Regions from separate parts of the Mus musculus genome. Here region 1 is linked to region 2. A link is a contact called in public HiChIP or PLAC-seq data. All regions are on one chromosome and are shown on one strand. The core of a region is the stretch at or near the end of the contact, and the rest is flanking DNA. Distances in the headings are between cores, read along the strand shown. Region 1 holds the start of Ccdc33 (coiled-coil domain containing 33). Region 2 holds the start of 4930461G14Rik (RIKEN cDNA 4930461G14 gene).

Evidence for each region. HiChIP or PLAC-seq counts read pairs in DNA pulled down with a chosen protein or histone mark.
Region 1: a contact with region 2 is called in a FOXA1 HiChIP or PLAC-seq map of pancreatic cancer cells. The contact joins the promoter of Ccdc33 here to the promoter of 4930461G14Rik in region 2. A contact is called at or near these places in 3 of 115 datasets of contacts at active chromatin or transcription factors (embryonic stem cells and pancreatic cancer cells) and 1 of 9 other capture datasets (adipose tissue).

The regions. Positions count from the first base shown.
Region 1 is chr9:58,117,295-58,120,840 of GRCm38.p6, forward strand. Ccdc33 (coiled-coil domain containing 33) reads right to left here and starts at 1,529. Exons shown (of 20, transcript NM_001166282.1): 1 at 1,141-1,529; 2 at 9-337. The coding sequence starts at 1,450. It also overlaps a transcript of Stra6 not described here.
Region 2 is chr9:58,453,497-58,457,463 of GRCm38.p6, forward strand. It overlaps 4930461G14Rik (RIKEN cDNA 4930461G14 gene), which reads left to right and starts at 1,677. Exons shown (of 3, transcript NR_040736.1): 1 at 1,677-1,860. Gm32820 (a long non-coding RNA gene) reads right to left here. Exons shown (of 3, transcript XR_379493.4): 3 at 3,721-3,967.

The sequences.
Region 1 (3,546 bases), core at 279-2,778, 340 kb before region 2:
GCACCTACCTGTAGCTCTGGTTGGCTGGGTTCCAGTTGACAGTCTGAGACAGAGGACCTAGGGTCCCTGTGCACATGGAAGGCCACACTGTAAGCCAGGCCCCCACAGTGGCGGGCTGTGGGGTCCTCGCTGGCTCGGAGAAGAGCCAGGTTGCCACAATAGCGGTACAGGTCTTCATGATCCTGTGCTGTGAGGTTCATTCGGGGCTCATCTGGTCGTGGGTAAATGGGGAAGATGGCCTCACCTACCCTCTGAGCCTCCTGTCCTGAGGATCCATCCAGCCTCAGAGCCTCCACACGCAGATGTGCATCACTCTGCCCATCATTCTTACAGAACCCTGGGTGGAGAACATGGCTTTAAATGTGGTCTTTAGGATCTCCCTCCCTTCTCCAAGGGGTGAGAAGGACATCCAGGGCCCTGGGGCAACTTGAACTGAATCCAAGTGAGCTCGGCTAAGAATTCCCTTGTGGCTGACTCCTCTCAGCCCTCACTCAAGACTCCTTTGGTTTACCTATGCCTCATGTGACCCCACCAGAGTGAGGAGGCCTATAGCCCATGGAATTGTTCTGGGTTCTGACACCAGGGAAGAGTTTGGCTAACCTTAGCCTGGGATATACACCAGGACTGTTGTCTGGTAAGTCCTCTGTCTAAGCCTGGATCTTCTAGATTACTTAGCTAGTTTTGACTTAAAATTCCTGCCTCTTTGTACCCAGTCTGGAAGCTCCCAGAAAGTAAGACCAGGATCTTCTATCCATTCATGTCTGTCCAGTCTCTATCCCTACAATCAGAAGGAACTCAGGGGGCTTCTAGCATCACTTCATCCATGTACCGTTCACTGCCTAGGTCTAAACATGCTGTGGGCTTTGTCTCTATCAAATTCACATCCCCCTTTAGTTCCTCTTCACCTTTGCCCTCTATGAGAACAGTTTCAGCATCCATGCCACGCTGAAGGAAGCAGGAACCTTACAGGACCAGCGTTTGCCCAAGGCCACATAGTCACACAGGCAGAGCTTAGAATTAAGGCTGGAGCTCTGCCTCTGGCTGTCCAGGTCCCTTGCAGTCCCCCAGGGTCCTGATCAGCTCTAGGGCAGAAGTCCCAAAGATCCTGCTTCCCCCCCAACCCTTGACTTCACTTTGTACCTTTGGGCAGAGTGAAGATAAATTTGTTCCTGGTGAAGGTGAGGCTCTGGCCAGGATCCTGCTGCTCAATGACCTCAGTGACAGCTGAGCAGGCTGGAAGGGGGTCCCCATCATTGACTTGCAACTGCACCCCAGCACTGGAGCCTGCCTGCAGTGGGTTTTCAGCTGACAGCCTCAGGGCGTACCGGCCCTCCTCATTAAATCCCACACTCAAGATCTCAAACTCCAGGTCCAGTGTCTTCTCTCCAGCCTTCAGTCGCTGGCTCAGCAGGGATGCAGGGAGGTAGGGATCAGGACCTCTAAAGGCCATGGCTTCAGCCAGGGTCAGAACTCCAGGCTGAGCCCTGCCCTCTCCTGCTCACAGTCCCATCCTGGGTCCAGTCGGAAAGAAGACAGATTAGGCACTTGGGGCCACACCTCACCCTTCTCTGTTTGTTTGAGAAGGATCCAGGCAACAAGCCAGGAAACTGAGCCTGAACTGGGGAACAAAGGCATCAATTAATTCTTCCCATTTAGCATTTGATCTCTCAGTAAATATTTATTGAGAACCTACTGTATATGAGGTGCTGTCTTGGGCATTTTGAATATAGCAGTGAAATAGACACATTCCTGCCCTCCTGAAGCCTGTCTTCTAGTGAAGGTAATGGGTAGAGAAGACAAAGATAAACAAGAAATATGGAAAATGAATGATCAGGGCTGGGACTCGGTCAGTAATGTACTTGATGCACAAGCATGAGAACCTGAGTTTGATTCCCAGGACCCATGGAAACTAGGAATGGTTGTGTATGCTATGCTTATCATTTTAGTCCTGGGAAGGCCCAGGCAGGAAGTCCATCTAGGAGAATCAGTAAGTTCCTGTCTTAAAAAAAGTAAGAGTCCTGAGGAATAACATCTGAGGTTGACCTCTGGTATCTACATGCACACACACACACATGTACCTGTACATACAAACACACACATGTGTATGTGTGCACACAAACACACATACATAAACATGCACACAGGTGTACCTGTACACACAAACACACACACACAAGCATGCACACATGTGTACCTGTACACACAAACATACACACAGATACAAACACATACACATGTGTACTTGTACACACATTTGTACTCATAACATATATAAATCCTTAAACCATACACACAGCATGTATGCATGCATGCACACACACACACAAACACATACACACACAACCAAATTCTCAAGTGTGCTAAGAGATGATCTACTTCATACATTCTATAGAAAATTGGGGGCACATGAGTATGTGGTATTCAGAACTCTCCATTTCTGGGGAACCTGTCTCTACCTGGGAGTCCTTAGTATGGATATGGGAGAGGTCTCCAGGGTAAGGGAATATATGGTCCATGTCTGCTTCTGCAACCAGCTTACCTTATACAAGACATACAGCTTTACAGAGAACTTGGCCTCTCAAAGCTAGGTTGTCAGTCTAGAGTCTGTGCTTCTTTGTCCTGGGTTTCAATGGAAATCAGAGGATCCTAGACACTATTCAAAAGAGACTAAGTCTGCTGCCACTACTATCACCACCACGCCGCCACCATCACTACCTACTGTGTCCAGCACAGTCTTGGGAAGTACAGGAAAGAAGAATAATGGTAGAAAGAGACACAAGACTCTGGGTTCCCTTTAAGAATGAACAAATTTTATTTTCCCACTGCTGTTTATATATTATCTAGCTACTAGAGATGGCATTACAAGCAGAACTTGAGCAAGTCTCTTTTATATATATATATATGTGTGTGTGTGTGTGTGTGTGTGTGTGTGTATACACACATGTATATATGTATATGTTTGTATATATAATCTATTTATTTCTATTTTATGTACATTGATTTATTTCTATTTTGTGTGCATTGTTTTTCTCCTGCATGAATATCTGTATGAGGGGTCAGATCCTCTGGAACCGGAATTGCAGACAATTGTGAGCTGCCGTGTGGGTGCTGAGAACTGAACCCTGGCCCTTTGGAAGAACAGCCAGTGCTCTTAACCACTGAATCATCTCTCCAGCCCCAAGCATGGTCTCTTTGACCTCCTTATCTGAGTTCTTTCTTTTGCCCTTCCTTGAATTTGTGGCCTAATTTTTCTCCTGCTGGGGGACATTTGCACTGGCTTTATCTCCTGCCTGCTGTTTTCCACAGTCAAGGGGCCACACATCTGCGTCAGGCAGGCGTCAGGCGTCAGGCTTCCTGCTTGAGGAAGGAATTTCACACCATCTGGACCTGAACAATTAGCGCCATCACCACCACCATTAACAGAACCATTGTCACCCCTGTGTCACTACCGCCATCCTTATCATCAGCTGATAATGTTAATATCATTACCATTGGCGATGACATTCCCCTGAGCAGTTTCACCAGACAGTCTTGTGATTCTATAAG
Region 2 (3,967 bases), core at 427-2,926:
CAATGACTTCCTTCCCTCAGCCTACCCCAGCACCACCAGCCGGGTAGTGCTTCCTCCTCTTAGGCTATGGAGATAAATTCCAGGACATGACTTCCTGAATAAGTATCCCTCTCCCCCCACCTCCCAGAACCCTACACATAACCGCTCCAGAGCCAGGGTGGGCTTTTATAGGACAGGAGTCAGGTCAGAGCTGAACAAAAGAGGAGTACCCCAGCCTGGAGCTTGCTTAGCTCACTGTCTCTACAAGGCTCTTCTCTAGTCTCTACTAAGTCCAGGATGGGGTGGAAAATTCAAGAAGGAGTTGAGAGAGTGTGCAACCTAGCCATTGCCAAGGTGGAGGGGGAAGTCCATTCAGAAGTCATCTGAGGAGTATTAGATTTTAGGCAGAAAGAGAAGAGAGGGAGGAGGAGAGGCTGAGTCACACTGTCCTGTAGGGTAGAGCCTTATCAGTGCTGCAGATGCCACTGGGGGACAGAGTCTGAGAGAGTTTCCATCTCATCAGCCAAGGAACATGTCTCCTTTTGAAGGTGTCTGGGGGTGGAAGGTCTTGCATCTCAAGGAAGCAGGCTTAGTTAATATGTCTGGGCTTCGTAGCAGAGGTGGGGGAGCAGGGCATTTGTGACTGAGGCTTCACGGGGAAGATCACTCTCCCATGATGCTTGGCTAATGTGTGACTCATGTGAACTGACGATAGTCTGGCTGCCTTTGATCTGAGCTGGGATGTGGCTTAGAGCCTGATTACCTAGAGGTCTGGCTGCTCTTGAATAGAAGTATACATGCTCTCTCCAAAACCACGCAGCCCCCCAAAGGCAGGAGGCAGTGACCCACCAGCCACATTCCCCATACCTTGGTAGGAGACGGGTGTCAAATGCAATGCTGGTACCCTGCCTATCTAGGCTGAAGTCACTTTTGAGTCAAGTTTTCCTTGGCCTTAGTCAAGGCCCTGAGGTACAAAGTGACCTGTCTTAGGACGCTCTGGAGGAGACACTGCCAGCACAGATGGGAGAGTGAAGCCAAGGTGTGGAGCTTCATGATGCCAAGAGCTCATGACACTTTTGCTTCAGTGCCCCCTTCAGTGCCCAGAGCCTTCTCCACTGGAACCATCCCTTTTAGTCAATGGCTCATCCTGGAAACATTCTCGAAGCTGATTACCAGGCCCAATAATGTAAGACTCTGGTGAGAGATTTCCCCCCCACACACACCTTTGCCCCCAACACACACACAGTGAACAACGCTGAGCCGGGAATCGTTGCAAAAACAAGAGGAATTTTATTGTTCCAGCATGCTGGGGTCACCCTGCACAAGAAGAAGAGAGAACAAGGACTCTGCACAGCCCATTCGGTAAGTTTTTATACAGTTTTCAGAGCCGCAGCCATTGCGCACATTGTGATTGGCAGAACAGTGCGACTTTTAAACTGATTGGTCTTTAGGGAATGAGGTGGCAAGGACTTCCCTTGTCTATAGGTGGCCAATGGTCACAGAATGTGTCTATGTGCTCAGGACTTCCCATACCCGCAAGTGGCTGATGGTTGGTTCCTCCCTCCCCCCACCTTGTCTGAGGAATGTAATTAGCCCCTCCCTTCCGGAGGGGGTGGTGCCTAAGTCCTCTATGACCTTTCTCTTCCAGGAGAGGAGATGGAATTTTCCAAAGTTCCTGAGTTGACCTCTTCAGTGCCAGGCATTGGCATTGTGGAGATGAACTAGGCAGGTACTCTCCCTCAAGTACTTCCCAGCCCAGAAGGGGACAGGACCACACCTGAGGACTATCCTAAAGATCTGAACAGTGGAGACAGAATGAAGAGAGCTTGCTTGGACAGCTTTATGTAGCAGAGCTGGTACAAGTGACTTAGGCCTTGAAGGGTGAGTAGTTCATTGAGTTAAAACAGGTATTGTCCAGGTCTGGATAAAAGGGGAGAGGGCAATGATAAGACAACAGAAAAATGAAATGGGGCTTCAGTGGGGGAATATTTACAGGCCCAGAAACCCCAAACTGATGATCATAGGGTGATGTGACCTATGATCAAGGCCTATGTCCTACAGGTGTAGCCCTATACAACATCTGACTTTGGAGCCTGGCACCACAGTGGCAAGGTCTGGAGCACTTTGCCTTACTTTCTGGGCCTCACTGCTGCAGACGGAACAATGACGGACCCAGTGCTCTGAGCACACTCCCAAACACCCTGACTGGAGAGTAGGTGTGTGAATGGCAGCTATCACTGTCACGTGAATTATTACATTGATTTAGAAGGATCTGTTCAGTTCATAAACCCCAAATAATGGAGCCCAGCCAGTCATGAGACTTGCAGAACTATAGAGTCACTGGGGTAGAGCTGGTGCTGGTACTGGAGGCCGTGCTAAAAATGATCCCCGAGGTCTTAGTCCTGGCAGAGGAGAAACGCAGCAGGCTGGGCTGGGTAACTGTGTTGGCAATTTCCCCTTCAAAACCACCTGAACTGGAGCCCCATTCATTAGCATGAGAATGGCGCGCCGGCTGGGATCTGAGGGTCCAAAGGTATTTGTATTCGAAAGAGCTTCCTCTGTTCTTGGCTCAAAGTCACTGCGGCCTGAGCTGCGAGGCTGGGCGGGGATCCAACACACACTGCGGGTAGCCTGGGAAAGAGGGGAGTCCTACCCAAGTGGTTGCTCCGAGCCTCGGGACCACACTCAGAAATGCAGCCCAGAACACCTTCCCCATCCCAGCCCACCCGGAGCCATCCCTGTATTTGGGAAGCTCTCTTGTAAGTTCTTGAAATGTCTCCCCACCCCTCCAGCCTTTATTTCTTTTTAAATCCTGTGTGGAAGAAGGCAGGGGTTTGAGACCTGTGTGCCTCTCACAAAGGAACCTAGAGTTTTCAAAGGTGGAGAAGCACTGCCCAACGGGATTAGTAATAGTAACCATCATTACAGCTAGTGGTTGGGAGCTGCCCCTTGCCAGGCATCATGTTAGGAATTTTACATACATTATCCTCGGTGTGGCTCTCTTTTTAAAATTCATGCCACAATCCTGAGATGTGGTTTCAAGCCTCACTTTACTGATCAGGAAACTATGATGTGGAGGATAGTGTTAGCTTACCCAGGATTAAGAAAATAAATTTCCTATCTGGAGTATGGGCTACAGTATTAAGTTCCACACCTCCTGATTGCCCTTCCGGCTGCCCCTTTGGAAAGGAGTCCAGTGGAATGAAGGGATAGTTTGACAATTTCCCCTTCAGGTCCTCCCAGCTCAGGCTCCGGTCATCAGCATGAGAACCAGGTCTGAGCAGAAGACCCACCCTCATCTCTGGCCCTTCTCTATCAATCCTTCTCTGGGCACTCAGGTTTGTTTATCCCCCTAGGGATCTGCTGTGGAGCCCAGCATGATGGCATTTCTAAGGGAAAGGCAGGAAAGGCAGGGAGCAGAAAGATACCCGCCTAGTTTGTGTAGCACCCTGTGTCACCCTCAGGGAAGAACCCAGAATCCAGAATGGACCCCACAAGAATGTTCTTCACTTGTCTGCCCAACCTCTTCCTCTTGCCTAGTCCTTTTGTCATCTTCAAGCAGGCACCCCATTCTGTTCTCCCACCACCTCCGCTCTCCCTCCTTATCCTCACCAACAAGAATCCAAGAACACTCCAGTGCCTTAGCCACTCTGTAAAGTTCCCAAGTCTAGCCATACCGTTACTGACAACTTCATGGAGCCTCAGCTAGGTTACCATATGTTACCAAGAAAATGGGGTCCCCTCTCAGGATTCCTAGTTTCAATTATAAAAGAATTTTGGAACAGACTCAGAAGGAAGCTCTGGGACAATCCTATAAGCACTTGAAAGAAAACACCAGGTCAGGCAGGCTGCCTGGGAAAGGCAAAGATGCCCCAATCCTGAGTATGACAAGCCTTGCCACACCCCCACACAGATCTCCTTTCTCCACAATCTTTCTTCTTAATGTCCCATTCCATCAGAACTTTCAGGCCTCGTACAAGCCAGAAGC